Linked DNA regions of Arachis hypogaea: region 1 is linked to region 2. The links are chromatin contacts, called in public Hi-C maps. All regions are on one chromosome and are shown on one strand. The core of a region is the stretch at or near the end of the contact, and the rest is flanking DNA. Distances in the headings are between cores, read along the strand shown.

Evidence for each region. A called contact is a pair of places that touch in the nucleus more often than the background predicts.
Region 1: a Hi-C map of an unstated tissue shows a contact between it and region 2, with 4 times the contacts expected there. The contact joins the promoter of LOC112741714 here to the enhancer-like site in region 2. A contact is called at or near these places in 3 of 8 Hi-C or Micro-C datasets (leaf and an unstated tissue).

What each region holds. Positions count from the first base shown.
Region 1 is chr14:17,795,697-17,799,102 of arahy.Tifrunner.gnm2.J5K5, reverse strand. It overlaps LOC112741714 (pectinesterase/pectinesterase inhibitor-like), which reads right to left and starts at 1,271. Exons shown (of 2, transcript XM_025790798.3): 1 at 125-1,271. The coding sequence starts at 1,193. It overlaps LOC112741713 (probable acyl-CoA dehydrogenase IBR3), which reads right to left. Exons shown (of 17, transcript XM_025790797.3): 14 at 3,199-3,406; 15 at 2,770-2,922; 16 at 2,264-2,368; 17 at 1,664-2,175. The coding sequence ends at 1,984.
Region 2 is chr14:17,671,049-17,673,994 of arahy.Tifrunner.gnm2.J5K5, reverse strand. No RefSeq gene overlaps it. Among protein-coding and RNA genes, the nearest start is that of LOC112742340, 18 kb to the right of the region's middle. Within about 2 kb of position 1,589, at least 3 of the 3 cell types and tissues checked have open chromatin away from gene starts, as enhancers often do.

The DNA.
Region 1 (3,406 bases), core at 22-2,521, 130 kb before region 2:
GAAACAATACATGTTTAGATGATTTAACAGATTTGACTAAATTATCATATAACAATTCTCAATTATCAACTTCGCACGAAAACAAATTATGAATTTCCACCTAATTGTAAAGTTCAAGGCTTACCGAAGGTTGCGGTGTTATAAGTTTGGACACCATCCACATAATTCTTGCTACCGGTGAATATAGTTTTGTCAGGGCCATCTCCAACAACTATGACATGATCCATATTCTTGACAACATTGACATACTCTTTGTACACGCCAGCCTTAACGTAAATTATGAAGGGACTTGAGTTCTTCTTTGGCACGGTTTTAAGAGCATCGGTGAGTGTTGTAAACTGTCCACTGCCGTCTTGAGCCACAACTGCATTAGGCTGTCCAACAATGCCACCAATGCCGCCGGTCGGACCCGCCTTAATAAGCTTTCTTTGGCTTTCACCCACCCATGAAGGAATCCCATCCTTAGAATGGGAGGTTTCTTCATCAAGAAGCCTCCTATGGTTAGTACTACTAGCGGCGGTTAGCGAGCTGAAGTCGAATTGCTTGAGTACCTTGGATATTCCGTTGATCATGTCCAAGGCATTGCTACTAAGTTCTAGGGAGGTTTTGAGCACATTGGCCATGGTTTCGCCGGCTTTTGTCGTCGTGTTATCGAAGCCGGCTAAGCATGTTTGCTGGTGGGTAATGGTGCCTGCCACCCAAACCTTGATATCATATGCATATTCATTGATTCTGCTTAATTCAAATTTGTCCATTTTATCAATTGATTTTTGCATGTCGTCAACCGCATAGCCCAACACTTCTTTGCATATGTCCAAGGCTTGTTTTGTCATGTTGTCCTTTCCCAATTCTTGATATAAAGTTGAGTTTTCAATGTGACTCGCTAACTCAACCGTTGTGTAGTTAAATGCTGCTTTTATGAGTTCTTTCATGTCTGAGGTTTTGGTTGATGCATCTGCAAGACTCTTTTCACATGTTTCTTTGTATTCCGTGGATTGGCAAATCACCTCTACATTCTTCTGAGATTTTGCAACGTGGGGCTCCTCCTCGTCGTCTTCTCTGCCCTTTGATCCTTTTTCTCGGTGGCTGGTTATGCCGATCGCCACCGACGCGATCATGGCCACAAGAAGGATCATGGAGATGCTAATAATGGCCAGTTTCTTCTTCTGGTCTCCGTTACTACCTTCCGCCATTTTGTTTTTCCTAAAATAAAAATGCTAATGAAAAAGATCAAAGAAAATGTTCCTTGGGCAGTGCTTATCAATGCCCTAGTGAACTTGTGATTTGATGAACTTAATTATCGCTTGCTATTTAAACATCGAGTGGTATACACCACAATATGTCTATTTTTACCCAAATGCTAAACTTGGCATATTTATGTAACAACAATTGTTGAAAAACAATGGTTAAAAATGATGAAATCTAGAGGAGCTCCTTGAATCATGGAGTTCAATGTGTAAAGATAGGAAAACAAATTAACAAGGAGGTTGAAATCGGTTATAGAAATTTGCCAGCCAATGGCAGTTGCATAATATATGGCTATTTTGATAAGGAACATTCTGCACCATGATAATATACTATGATTTACAATTTGAATTGCAGTTTATGCATCTCAAATTATGATTTCAAGAATAAAAACCAAGCTTTCAAACTTGTATAGATATTTACACCAAAGTATAATTTATTGATATTCCATCATAGAGTATTAACAAACCCCATACACAATTGGGAAACTTATTGTGAACAACATTCATACACATTACTCTGAAATATATTACATACTCCTGAATTACATTTAATGCATAATAATCTAAAACATTCACAACCACCCTTTTTTAATAGTGTCTAGAACTTAAAAATGAAAAAAACAAAAAAAAGATTTGAGGGATTGTGAATCTTCCTTGCTTAACCTACTGCTTTCCTTTCTTTCTTCTTCTATGGGGTTTGCATTTGGTGATTGTATGTTGAAAAAATTTCACTTTCTCAAAGCTTGGCTCTTTGAAGTTCTAACTTGGCAATGGTACCCAAGTGTACTTCATCCGGACCATCAGCAATTCTCAGCGTCCGTGCGGCGGCCCACAGTTGTGATAGGACTGTGTCAGACGACACACCAGCTGCTCCATGCACTTGAATGGCCATGTCAAGCACCTTCAGCGCCATGTTTGGTGCGGCTACCTGCTCGAAAACAAAGCACAGCGTCGAAAGAAAACCAACATAAAGTGAAAAATCTTAATAATTATTGCAAATGGGAATGAGAACTTACCTTGGCCATTGCTAGTATCCCTCTAGCTTTTTTGTTTCCATGCTTATCAAGCTGGTCAGCTGCTTCTAACACCAACAATCTGGTCTTTTCGAGCTCTATACGGCACTGAACAACAGAAAACGAAATAAGTATAGAGTTTATGTAATGTTAAAACTATATGAGATCGTTTTGTAAGAGCAATCTATCAGATTACTGTTAAGTGTTAATACTCTCTTTAAGTTACCTACATCTACAATTTTCCCTCTTTACTAACAATTCAGATTTCTAAGGCAATGTAGAGTATCACCAACTTGACAATCCTCTCATCATTAACAATGATAATTTTAATTATTAGCTAAGAAAAAAATTATGATTGTTAGCATAATCATCAATTTAAAAAGTAGCAATCTTATTAAGTATTCTATATTATTGGCGATAATCCTGTTAGGAAATCTTATTAAGTATTTTTGACACTCCTAGATTATTGCTTTTAAACACGACACCATGGATTTGCTCAATAGGGATACCTTTGCCATATCTGAAAGAAATGAACCATGTTGAGCAATCAACTTCCCAAATGTTCTTCTATTAAGAGCTCTTTGAGCCATCAAAAGCATTCCTCGCTCGGCAGCGCCTATCAGTCTCATGCAATGGTGCAGCCTTCCTGGACCTAGCCTACCCTGCAAGTCCGCAACAGAGGAAATATTTAGTGTGTCTGATATATCGCAAGTAATGCAAAATATAATATCTTCTAGAGGATACATTAAAACTAATTTTTCCATTCGGAAGATCATGATGTCAAACATCAGCAACATCGAATATGCTCACTTTGATACAACTTAGACACCTTTGAATGGTATTATTGCCTCCGAAAGATGCTAAGGTTTGTGGACAATAGAGTTCTAAGCAACATCAGATGCTGGTAATAATTAAAAAGGAAGCATTCCTCAACTTACTTGAGCAATCTCAAATCCACGTCCTTCTCCGAGTATAATATTTTCTGCTGGCACACGAACATTTTCGAATGTTACTTCGGCGTGTCCATGCGGTGCATCATCGAATCCAAACACCATTAAGGGTCTCTTTATTCGAACACCAGGAGTCTGGGTGTCCACTAAGGTCATAGATTGCTGTTTATGCTTTGCTGCATTGAAGTCAGTTTTC
Region 2 (2,946 bases), core at 340-2,839:
GGAAGTCCCAATTGATAACATTATCAAGCAACGGAATATCAATGCCAAGAGCTGCAACATCCGTCACAATCAATAGCATCGTTTTTCTCGACCTAAACCTTGCGTAGGATGGGTTTGATGGATTAAGACTCAAGGATTTCATACATTAGGGGTGGAAAAAAACGGCAACGTCTTGGTTCCTAAGACTAATATGTCGTCTATTCAAAAGCTAATCTCAAGTGGCAGCCTGTAATGGTCAGGTCAACAGGTTGGAAGCCACGTTACCATTTTCCATCAGGCTCTACCTATAGCGGAATATTTCAGAAATGTTAATGAACAAAACGTGCTTTTATTTATCGACAATATCTTCCAATTCGTCTAAGCGGGATCCGAAGTGTCAGTCTTATTGGGTCGAATACCTTCCGCTATAGGTTATCAACCGACCCTTAGTATTGAAATGGGTCCCACTCCAATTGTTATTTTTCTTTCTGTTGCTCGAAAAGTTTAATTTACAAAAAAGTCCAATATATAAAAAAATTGCCTAGATTTCTTTAGTTATTATTTTTTCAGAGATTTTTTATTTTAATAAATAAATTAATTATAATAATTACTGAAATAAATAATTTTAAAAAATATTTACTGAAATAAATATTTTTTTATCTCATTTACATTGTAAACAAGATAATTTTGCACATATCTGGTTTACAGTGTAAACGAGATAGGTGTAATTTTTTAATTTTCGTATATCTCGTTTACAGTGTAAATGAGATATATGTATTTATAAATATAAAAATATATTGTCTGAAAATAATAAAAAATATTAATAATAAAAAATATTAATAAATTTGAAAAATAAAAAACGATGTTCAAGTTCCATCATGAGAATAAATACGGTAACTATGTCCACTCTTAAAAATTGAAAGACGGGAAGATAATGAATAAATAAAATAAAAAAAGAATAAGTAGATAACCGTTTTAATTATGTGTTAGAGAGATAAATAAAACAGAAGAAGAGTGTTTGCCAATTGTTAGGAGAAGTTGATAGAGATAAATAAAATAGAGGAAGAGTAGGAGAAATTGTGTGCCAATCGCTAGGAGAGACTTGCCAATTGTTTTTTTTTTTTACCAAAGATATGAGACTCGAACCCGCAACCTCTTAATTGAGTATGGGAAGACTATGCCATTTGAGTTATTACTCATTGGTTCAAAATTTGGAAAGACAAGAAACTCGAACCCGCAACCTCTTAATTGAGTATGGGGAGTCTATGCCATTTGAGCTATTACTCATTGGCAAAATTTTGGAAAGATAGGAGACTCAAACCCGTAACCTCTTAATTGAGTATGGGGAGTCTATACCATTTGAACTATTACTTGTTAGGAGATATTGATGGAAATAAATAAATGAGGGATAACCTTTTAATTCTCTTCTTATTTATTTCTGTTTTATTTATGATGCATCAGCCTCGTGTTTCCATTTTTTTGGTTTCCTTCATGCCTCTATATTTTCTTCTTTTTTTTTTTTTTTAATAAATTGTCATGCTTCCATCTTTTATTAGGATAGAATAAAGGTAAATCAGCTATCAGACGAAGTCCAATAAATGAACAAAAACCTATCCAAATTGGGCCTTGCAGAAGATCAACAAGAAATGGTTGTATCCAGCCATAATAAAAACAATTTAAAAGTGTCCAAACTTCTGTCAAAAAATAAGTGTCCAAACTTAGAAAGAAAAAAACATAGAGGGCTTAATGGCTTATGCCCCTCTTCAATACAAAAAAAAAAAAAACGAAAAATGGTATTTTTTTCATAAGAAAACATATTTCTTCTACACTTCGTTAAGTAACTAAGACTTATTCTGACCAAAAAAAAAAAAAAAGAAGGAGAAAGTAACCAAGACTTGCTATTTAATAAGAAAATTCCAAATAGATTATTCTAATGGTCTAATACTAAAACTTCAACTCCCAAATTTTATATTCTAAATTTTTAATCCTAAATTCTAGATCTTATGAATAAATTCTAAATTTCAGCCCTTAAATTCTTAATCTAAAATCCTTATTCTTAAATTCAAAATCTACCATTTTAAATACGTATTCTTATATTAAAAAATATATATTAAAAACTTAATACTTTTTATAAATATTAATTAATATTTTAAATCAATATCTTATTTTTATAAATTTAATATTTAAAATTTAAAATTAATTAAATATTAACTAAAAATAATAAATTTTATTAATCATATATAAACCCTGCTCATCTTACATTGGCAGTCTTTAACAATTACTCAAACGATTAGAAGTTCTGCATGATCCATTCCACAAGTCAATTCACTTCACAAACTTGTCCCACACTCATTCATTTTTTTTTAATTTTCATAAATATTCCTCTTTCAAGATCTCACTGTTGAAAATGATTACTTTCCACGTTATTTGGCTTCCGCTTGTAGCAGAAGGTTCAAATTTAAAATAAAATAAGAATTAAACTAATTAAATTATAATTAATTCGAATTAATTTGGTTTTATATTTATTTTTATGTACTCGAACTAAACTAAACCAGTTAAAAATGAATTGATTTAGTTCGAGTGATTGGATATCCGATAAAATAAAAATTTTAAAAATAATTAAAAAATGAAATATTTTTTTAAAAAAAATCACGTAAATATAATAAATATGTAATATCAATTAACAAATCAATAATATTCTAACAATAACAAAATATTCATAAATCCACGATGATAATAATTAAGTTAATTAGTGTAAAAGTTATATATATATATATATATATATAGTTCGAGTTTCATTCTTCTAAAATCAATATTCGAATCAATTAAATCGAATATCATCAGGTCGGATCTAAATATATCCGATTATCCATGAATTATTCTAGAACCAATTTAATCGATTAAGTTCGAATTCAAAAGAATAATGGGGTTATTTGAATTTGTAAACACCCCTCCACTACTCTGTTT